3 separate regions of the Zea mays genome follow, and all the other regions are linked to region 1. Evidence: chromatin contacts called from public Hi-C data. All regions are on one chromosome and are shown on one strand. The core of a region is the stretch at or near the end of the contact, and the rest is flanking DNA. Distances in the headings are between cores, read along the strand shown.

Evidence for each region. Hi-C and Micro-C count contacts between places; a contact is called where the count stands out from the background.
Region 2: a Hi-C map of ear shows a contact between it and region 1, with 2.2 times the contacts expected there. The contact joins the promoter of LOC100191648 here to the promoter of LOC100280338 in region 1. A contact is called at or near these places in 8 of 25 Hi-C or Micro-C datasets (bundle sheath, ear, endosperm and 3 more).
Region 3: a Hi-C map of ear shows a contact between it and region 1, with 3 times the contacts expected there. The contact joins the promoter of LOC100502274 here to the promoter of LOC100280338 in region 1. A contact is called at or near these places in 6 of 25 Hi-C or Micro-C datasets (bundle sheath, ear, leaf and 2 more) and 1 of 3 datasets of contacts at active chromatin or transcription factors (leaf).

What each region holds. Positions count from the first base shown.
Region 1 is chr6:91,793,814-91,796,513 of Zm-B73-REFERENCE-NAM-5.0, reverse strand. LOC100280338 reads right to left here and starts at 1,282. Exons shown (of 41, transcript NM_001362453.1): 1 at 748-1,282; 2 at 572-672; 3 at 357-481; 4 at 171-264; 5 at 1-53. The coding sequence starts at 970.
Region 2 is chr6:92,191,790-92,194,489 of Zm-B73-REFERENCE-NAM-5.0, reverse strand. It overlaps LOC100191648 (Transducin/WD40 repeat-like superfamily protein), which reads left to right and starts at 1,426. Exons shown (of 8, transcript NM_001137077.1): 1 at 1,426-1,661; 2 at 1,859-1,933; 3 at 2,041-2,130. The coding sequence starts at 1,883.
Region 3 is chr6:92,284,585-92,287,284 of Zm-B73-REFERENCE-NAM-5.0, reverse strand. LOC100502274 (Protein LAZ1) reads right to left here and starts at 1,253. Exons shown (of 10, transcript XM_035959972.1): 1 at 1,065-1,253; 2 at 350-390; 3 at 45-259. The coding sequence starts at 200. It overlaps LOC542305 (cyclin 3), which reads right to left. Exons shown (of 11, transcript NM_001363253.1): 11 at 2,270-2,700. The coding sequence ends at 2,585.

The DNA.
Region 1 (2,700 bases), core at 33-2,532:
TAAGGTACGTACAACTTTTTCTTTTCTTCAACCTTATTGTGTGTATCCAAAATCTGTGCAGCAAAAAAAACGAGCAGGATTCACAGTCACTGTTGATAAAAGTCAAGGTGTGCCAATGCGAAGAAAGAAAGAAAACAGAGATCAGCATACAGCGGAGATGAATGGCATACCGCTTGATCGACTTCAACGGACTGCGAGACATTAACGGCCCTCAAGACCTCAAACAAGACAGCAGCTGTCTGGTACGCTTTAGTGAGCAGTGCTCTGGGGAGACAGAAAGGCAGAGCGTGAAGGGCGGAGCACCGAGCGAGCGGCGAAGGCACGAAGCGTCGCGGGAAAAGAGTCTGCTCACTCACCGGTCAGCCTTATCAGCAGCATGCTGCAGTGCCTGGATGTACTTCTTGTAGTATTCGCGGTAGAAGCGCTGCATCTCCCGAGCATCGCTCTGGTGGACCCTTCCCTTGAGCGTGGGATCATTTTCCTGGAGAAGCGCAGAGGTGTACAGAATCATGGGCAGGTTGTGGAGGTGTGTGCGAATATGTGGCGAGTTTTAAGTGCAACTACTACGGACCCTCTCAAGCCTCTGCAGAAGTGCGGTCTTAAACTGACGAACACCACGGCCACTGGATGTCGGGTCGAGGCGGTGAGCCTTCTCGAAAGCGTAGAAGCGACCTGGAGCAAACGAGGAATCGGATCGGAGCGCTAGTAGTAGTAGTAGTAAGTAGCGCAAGAGAAGGAATTACTTACAGAGGTAGGCGACGCGCGGGTTGGTGGCCTCGACCTCGTTGGCGACGCGGAGGATGGGTGCGATCTCGACGAGCGAGGACGGCACGACCTCGCTGTCGAAGATGGACTCGCCGAGGTTGCCGACGGTCTGCGTGCGCAGGAGGCGCCTACCGGTGGAAGGGGACGGCGAGGGGGCGGGCGAGGACGAGGACACGTCCGCCGTCCTCCGCCCCGGCGCCGCCATCCCGCTCCCGCGTCACCTCACTCACTCCGCAGCAGCTAGCACGGAATCGGATCGGATCTCCCCGTCTGGGTCTGGCTGTCCCTCGCCAGCACGGGAATGCGTCAGCTCACTCCCTCCGCAGATAAGCTTGCCTTTTGGATACTGTAGTAGTCTAGAGTAGATAGGTACTGGGACGGCGCGTGGAGATGGAACGAAACCCTAGATCAGATTTGGCAAGAGAGCAGCAGTGGGGATGGAGGGAGAGGGAGCAGCCAGAGAGCAGCAGTGATGAGCAGGAGGAGGGATGGGGGGAATGAAAGGTGTTTGATTTTCAAACTTTTTTTTCCTTCGGTTGGACCGTGGGCAGAGACAAAGCGGCCTGGGGTTCTACGATTTTGCCACTAGGGTTTATGCACTGCACTGCACCGCACCTGCACGGGACAAGGAGTTACAGAGTGAGAGCCAGTGGCCCCATGCATTGAGGCGTGACCTGCTGGCGAATTGGCTGGGCCCAAGCCCAACCCAACAAGATCGACAAGCCAGCCCATGAGCCCACCGAATAGATCACCGGGTCCGGGGCAGTTGCACCCTTTGGGGCTGGTCACAAGTAAATTGGAGGGATCGAGGAATCTCTTTGGGATCTTTCTTCATACATTATCTTTAATTTTCTGGTCACTAAACCAGTTATGGGCGTGAACTTTTTAGAGAGTGTTTGAGTAACTTGACATTAAATTTTGAAGTTATGAATATTAAATATATAGTTAATTAGGTTTAATAAATTTGTCTCGTCTTTTAGTCTTAATCTGTGTAATTAATTTTATAATTAAACTATGTTTAATACTCGTAATTATCAAGAGGGACTAAACTTTAAGAGCGTGGAACCAAATACCCCCTTAGATGCATGATGATAAAGTCATGGAACAAAGATGCATGCACGCTTCATTCTCACCCATACATGAACCAAATATCTTGTATATGTTTCTTGTCTCGCAGAGAAAATGATTGGCAAAAGCTGAAACTAAAGTAGGTAGCTTCGGAAGATTCAACAACTCGGTTTCATCTTTCCCGAGTTTACATATGGTTCCACTTCCACGCGGTGCAAAGGAAGCCCATCCAATTGCAATCTCTCTCTCTATCTATCTATCTATTTGTCTCTCTCTCCCTCCGGCGTGTTGACGTGTGTCAGGAGCGGATGCGAAAAGGCCTGATAGCGCCCCGTGCGCTTGTCCGTGTGTTGGCACGCAACTCTTGTGCAGCAGCTACCTTTTCGAGCCCGAAATTTCAATTGGATTCAACGGAGGGAGTTGTGTTGCGTCTTCCTTCCCTTTTCTCCCTCCCGGTGCATGTTCCCTGGCTGGACCAACTCCCACTGCCACCGCGACTGCCAGACTCTGTCATCTCGCCATCGCGGCGACCTGTCAGAGTCCATCACATATGCCAAGCATGTAAGGCTCATTGCCCTCTGTCGATTTGCTTGCTCCCCGGTCCACATTCCTCTACTCTCATGAAACCCTTAACCTAAAACCCACCTCTTCCCCGAGCCATCCCCTCCTCGCGGTGATGGCAGAGGCGACGCTCTCCTCCCACATCTCGTGTTGCCTGGCACCACCGAAGGTGGCTGAAGCGCCACAATGCTGCTGCATCTCCCTCCACCCCGATTGCAGCGTGGTCGGCGCGTCGTCTCCCCTAGCCATCCCCTCCCCTAAGGAGGAAGCTGGAGTAGATGCACGCCTGTCGCCTGCGTGGTGTCG
Region 2 (2,700 bases), core at 177-2,676, 400 kb before region 1:
GTGCCCGTCTGAATAGGCTGTGCGGCACCAGTTCTATTTCTATCTCGCCTCCTCCTTTTTAGATATTTCTAGGACTGTCGTTCGATTTGTTTGTTTTTATCTCTATATAGGGACGAGTTCCGAAAGAGTTCAATGAGAAGAACCCGAAGAACAAGTATGTTACTACGGTAAGTTTTCCCCATCAGATGAAATTAATCCAATCTAGGGCTCTTCTACAACCGACCGATAGTGCTAAACTCCTTTAACTCTGCGATTAGCCACTTTTGTATTTAAAAAAATAATACTCGACTCGATTCGTGGTTTGTTAATTTTTGTTGTGCCCTCTGCCCCCTTCTCTCCTTGTGGAACTGTAATTTGTAATCTAGATTAGGGATGAAAACGATTTCAGAATTTTTCGGAATTTTGGAAACCGATTTTAAATTTTTCGATCGGATTCATCGGTAACGGTATTTTTTGAAAACGGAATCGGTTTTCGGAATTTTCTATCGGAATCGGTATCGGAATCGGCGTGATGTTTTACCGATCGTTTCCTTCAGTTAACGGGTTTTGTCGGAAATTACCGGATTTGTGTCTCGAAATTTTCCGGAATTGTGTCTCGAAATTTTTTGGAATTGTGTCTCGGAATTTTCCAGCATGTGATTTTTCGCATCGCCTGTACGTCTCTAGATAAAGATTACTTATTTTTGTATTTTTTATACGCCTTAAGATTTTTTTGGGATAGATGGTGTTGGAAGGCAGTTGAGATTAACGATTTGGTCTTTTCCACACATTAGGTTTTATGGTTTTCCTATGAGGTTGTGAAAAACTCTTTATGTGAAGAAAAAATATTTCATAAGTAAACATGCTATGTCAGCTATATCGAGTGGATATTATAAATTGTGAACTTTGAGTCCGTGAACTTGTGATCTTTATGAACTTGTTATACTGTGAACTTGTGATCTTTGTAAATTTTTTATATTATAAATTTGTGATCCTTGTGAACTTGTTATATCATGAATTGTGGACTTGTGGTCTTTGTGATCTTTTGTCAACTTTGTTGTATTGTGAAGTTTGATATGTTTACCGATCGTATTTTAGATTTCGACCGTTACCGATGTATTTTCCGTACCAAACTTTCGTTTCCGATGTTTCCGAAATACTGATTTCGTTTCTGTTTTCGGAGTTACCGTTTTTGATTTTATTTCCAATAAAAAAATATGAAAACGGTAATAGTTTCAGTGTTTACCGACGGTTTCCGACCGTTTTCATCCTCCAATCTAATGTTTGCAACAGTAAAACAGGCGGCCTGCAATTGTCCAGCGGACCTTTTTTTGTTTGCGGGGCGGGCTAAATGGGCTTGCAGGCAGGCCCGCGCCGCTTGCAACCCTACTCTGCCTTGTCTTCTCCCATCATTCCCAAGCGTGAGCAAAACCCCACCACCGAAGACTGCCCCGCCGCCGACGCCCGCCTCCATCCTCTCCTCCAGTTCCTCCTAGCGCCGCCGCCCGACTCCCTCCTCCAGCGCCGGCGCCCAAATCCCTCCTCCAGTGCCGTCGCCGACTCTCCGCCCGCGTCCATCCTCCGGTTCCAGCTTACATTGGTCCATCCTCTCCTCTGCCCCCTCCTCCATCCTTCATCAGATTCAGACGGTGAAGCACCCAGTCCCAGTTCAGGTTCAAACAGTAAGTTGTAACTTGTGTGGTTGAACTTGCTCTGTTTCCTTTTATGCTAGTATTTGTTTTATGAACTCAAGTACTCAACCTATGTATGAACTTATGAACTTATTCTACATCTGAACTTTTATGTAAAATCTGAAAAGACGTTTCAACGTTAAAAAAGGTGGTTCGTAACGTTTTACCGCTTTAATAACCATGTGTAGCAGGACGCTCCGCACGAGCTGGAGATGGAGGTGGAGGTGGCCAAATATTCACGGGGGCAGGGTGCTGACCTGAAGGTAATCCACTACTGTGCTCTTGCAAACAAACTGCAAGTGTCGATCATTCTACTGTACGATGAATATGCTAACCAGCTATGCTACTCTCATTTGGAATGGCTCTGTAGGCGCTGGGGGACAAGAAGTTGAAAGGGCAGCTCAGTGTAAAAGAGAAGCTATATGGCCAATCTGCAAAAGCTGCTGCAAATGCCGAAAAGGTCACCTCTCTTTTCATTGCATATTTGCATTAGCCTGGATTTGGATTGCAAAAACATGCAATTGGTGTCTCACTAGAAATCTTAGGTCAACATTATGTGGGTGAAATGAAGAGAATCTGATATTAAAAACCTGTGTATGGTTAGTTAAGCTGTTTTGGTTTCAAGGGAATCCATTTTGGATGAACTGATGATGTGAGTATTCACACATACAGGGTTAGCATTTTAAGCATTATACGAGTCGCTGAAAGCCCAAAACATTACTGGCAAAAAGGACAAAGCCTCAGGAAGATCTGTTTGTATTTTTTTTTGCGGGGGGTACATATTGGTTTGCTAAAAGTACTATTGCTGAGCCGAAAAGACTTTGTATCAGAGTTTTGTTATCTTAGATCATCTCCTAGGTCCTAGCTTTTCCTCTGAGCAGAACTTGTACATCAATGTGGTCTCTAATATAACACTTGACTGCCAATATCTATAATAGTATATTTTTTTAAATAGAGATATACATTATGAAAGTAGTATTCCTAGTAAAGGTAGTCCTATCAATGTATTTAAATATTTTACATTTTTACT
Region 3 (2,700 bases), core at 4-2,503, 490 kb before region 1:
TTGATTTATTTAAACACTAAGCAACACTGATAACGATCCACAACCTCTGGGTTTTTGTAGGCTGACAGATGATTGAACAGCAAGTACAGGGACAGCGAGACGGAGATGATAACAAAAACCCCGGCGATGAGGGTAGCCCAGAGAGGTGGTGTATAGCTTCCAATAACCGCAAGCAATTGCTTGGCCAACTCCACCGCCATCCCTTCTCACTGCCCCCCTTAACTGGTCTTCAATGATTATGCCCCGTTTGGAATGAAATCTGTTGCAGGGTATGGTTCATAGAGGATCATAATAAGTGAGACAGAGACTGGAGCTCTTGCTCTTCCCTTGTTGAGCGGCACGGCAGTACCTAAAATTCTGTTGTTCCACTTGATACTTTGGTCTCTCTTCCTGCAAACACCATATATATAAAAGAGATAAAGATGAGGAGGACGCAAGGGCAAATCTTGAAGGGGCAGCAGAATTGAACTCGTAAAGACCGCACATGAATGAAGCAGAAATAACGTTGCTTTGCACCCAACCCCGATCAAAGATTTGAAGGGGGCTACTGGGAAATCTGGAACTGGAAAAAATATTAAAGGGGCAATAGGTGAGCTTCTGTAAATCTGGGAGTTTTCCGCCAAGAAACGATCTTCGATCCAAAATAGCCCCTAAAAGGAAACCTGAGCAAGCTCGAGCAGCCGGATCACCCATGGCGACGTCGGACGTCGCACTAATGGATGACCCCACGGCGGTGGGCGGCCGTGTCTTCGTCAAATTGCCAACCCACTTCTCCCTCACCGTCACCGCCGGAAAACTTGACGAAGGGAGGATCCAAAACAGAACTAAAGGAAAGGATACAAACCTAGAGAATCGGATCTGAGCCGGAGCAAACCAATGCAGGAGGGATCAACGAAAACCGACCAGAGGGAGAGCAAGACTCCGCAAACAGAGAGCCCAATCAACCGGCGCACAAGAAAAAACGAGCTTTGCCTGCCTAGGATTAATTGGGGTTGGAAGAGAACCATGGGGAGCGTGGGGCTTGATTACATTTACATACAGAGGATTAGGTGGCGGAATCGTACTTGTCAGGGAGACAGGGACGGCGGGGAGAGAAATTGTTTCTCCTGCACCACATGCTCGCAACGTCTCTGGTTTTGTTTGCAGTCGCTGTCTGTCTGGTCGGGTCAACCAGGAACTCTCGCTCTCTCTGGGCTGGCCCTCTTTTTTTTCCTGTGCTCTTGCCTTCGTTCTCTGGCAACTCCAGATCGTAGCCCCCAATTCAAATTTGGATCTTGAAAATTAAACTAGAACACAAAAGGTGATTTGGTATGCAGTTTGCATTTTACTAAAAAAACAACACAATGCGTCGAAAACATACAGACTAATAAAAACAAAAGGTGTATTAAGCATGGATGGTTGTATTTAGAGACGCGGTGGCTGTCAAAGTGACTCCATTGTACAATGGGGATCAAAGTTGTTTGATTGGAGGCATGGAGTTGAGACGATCTGGAAGATCATGTGGAGGACTTGAGAGATGGACTTCCATGGCAATGGGCGGATTTAACTCAATTCAAGATAGGTGATATATTTTTTCCCCCGATAAGGGCAAGAGATTGTATATATAATTTCAAGACGCCAGGGGCGAATAAAATTTAAGAGCTTGCTGCTGAGAGTATTTTGTCTAATACTCCATCGTTCTTAAATACTACCTCCAATTTTTTTTTTTGTCGTCGAAAAGTCAAAAATGAATTGGTGAGCGTCATATATAAAAAACTAGAGGTAGTATATGACACCGTTGACTTTTTAAAAAAAATTAACCACTTATTTTATTCAAAAATGTAAAATTTTAAAAAAACAACCACTTATTTTATTCAAAATATTTATTTAAAAATGTAAAATTTTAAGTCACGTTCAAACAACCTCAACTGATAAATAAAATAAATGATACTTCACATTTTTTTGTTGAAGTTTAAAAAAATCAATAACCTCACGCCTGAAATGCAAGGTGGTCATGGTCATAGTAGTAAACCAGCTACTACAAGCTCACTTCAGAGCCATTCACGTTTCACACTGCAAGGTGTTGTTAATTGCGGATGTAAAGTTCATAACCCAAAAAAAAGTCCATGATATCAAGAAAAAGACAAAAAAAGTGATAATAACAATACAAATTTAATTACCAGGAACTAATGGGCATGAGACACGGCTTCATGTTTGACGCATCTACTGTCTAGGTCGATAACCGCGTTGAGTGAATACTGGCAAGTCAGACAACAATTTCAGCAGATCCACATAATCAATGTTTATTTTTCAAAACGCAGAGGTGTCACATGACATGAGTAAAGAATGATGGCCAGGATACAACAAATGAAATTCCAATCGATATAATTGGAAAAAAAAACCCTAAACAACACAAACACTGTTTCATTAATGTTAAGTTATTGAACTAACAAACAACACACCAACCCAGCCCCACCAAATATTTGCTGCAACAGCCGTTGCATATATTCAGATAGATCCCACTTCTGTAGTTTAGTCGAAGCAGCCTATATATACACCTCTTTCCATGGAAGTAGTTAAGAGTGTGTATAGTTCAAGCTTAGGTTCAGGCATCCAGCAAGAAAGTTGCGGGTTCCGATTTCGCAGCATAGCTATATCTAGAAGTGTTGTACTTTCTATGGACCCCTGTAAGTTTCCCATGAGCTGCTCTTTGGTGCAGTT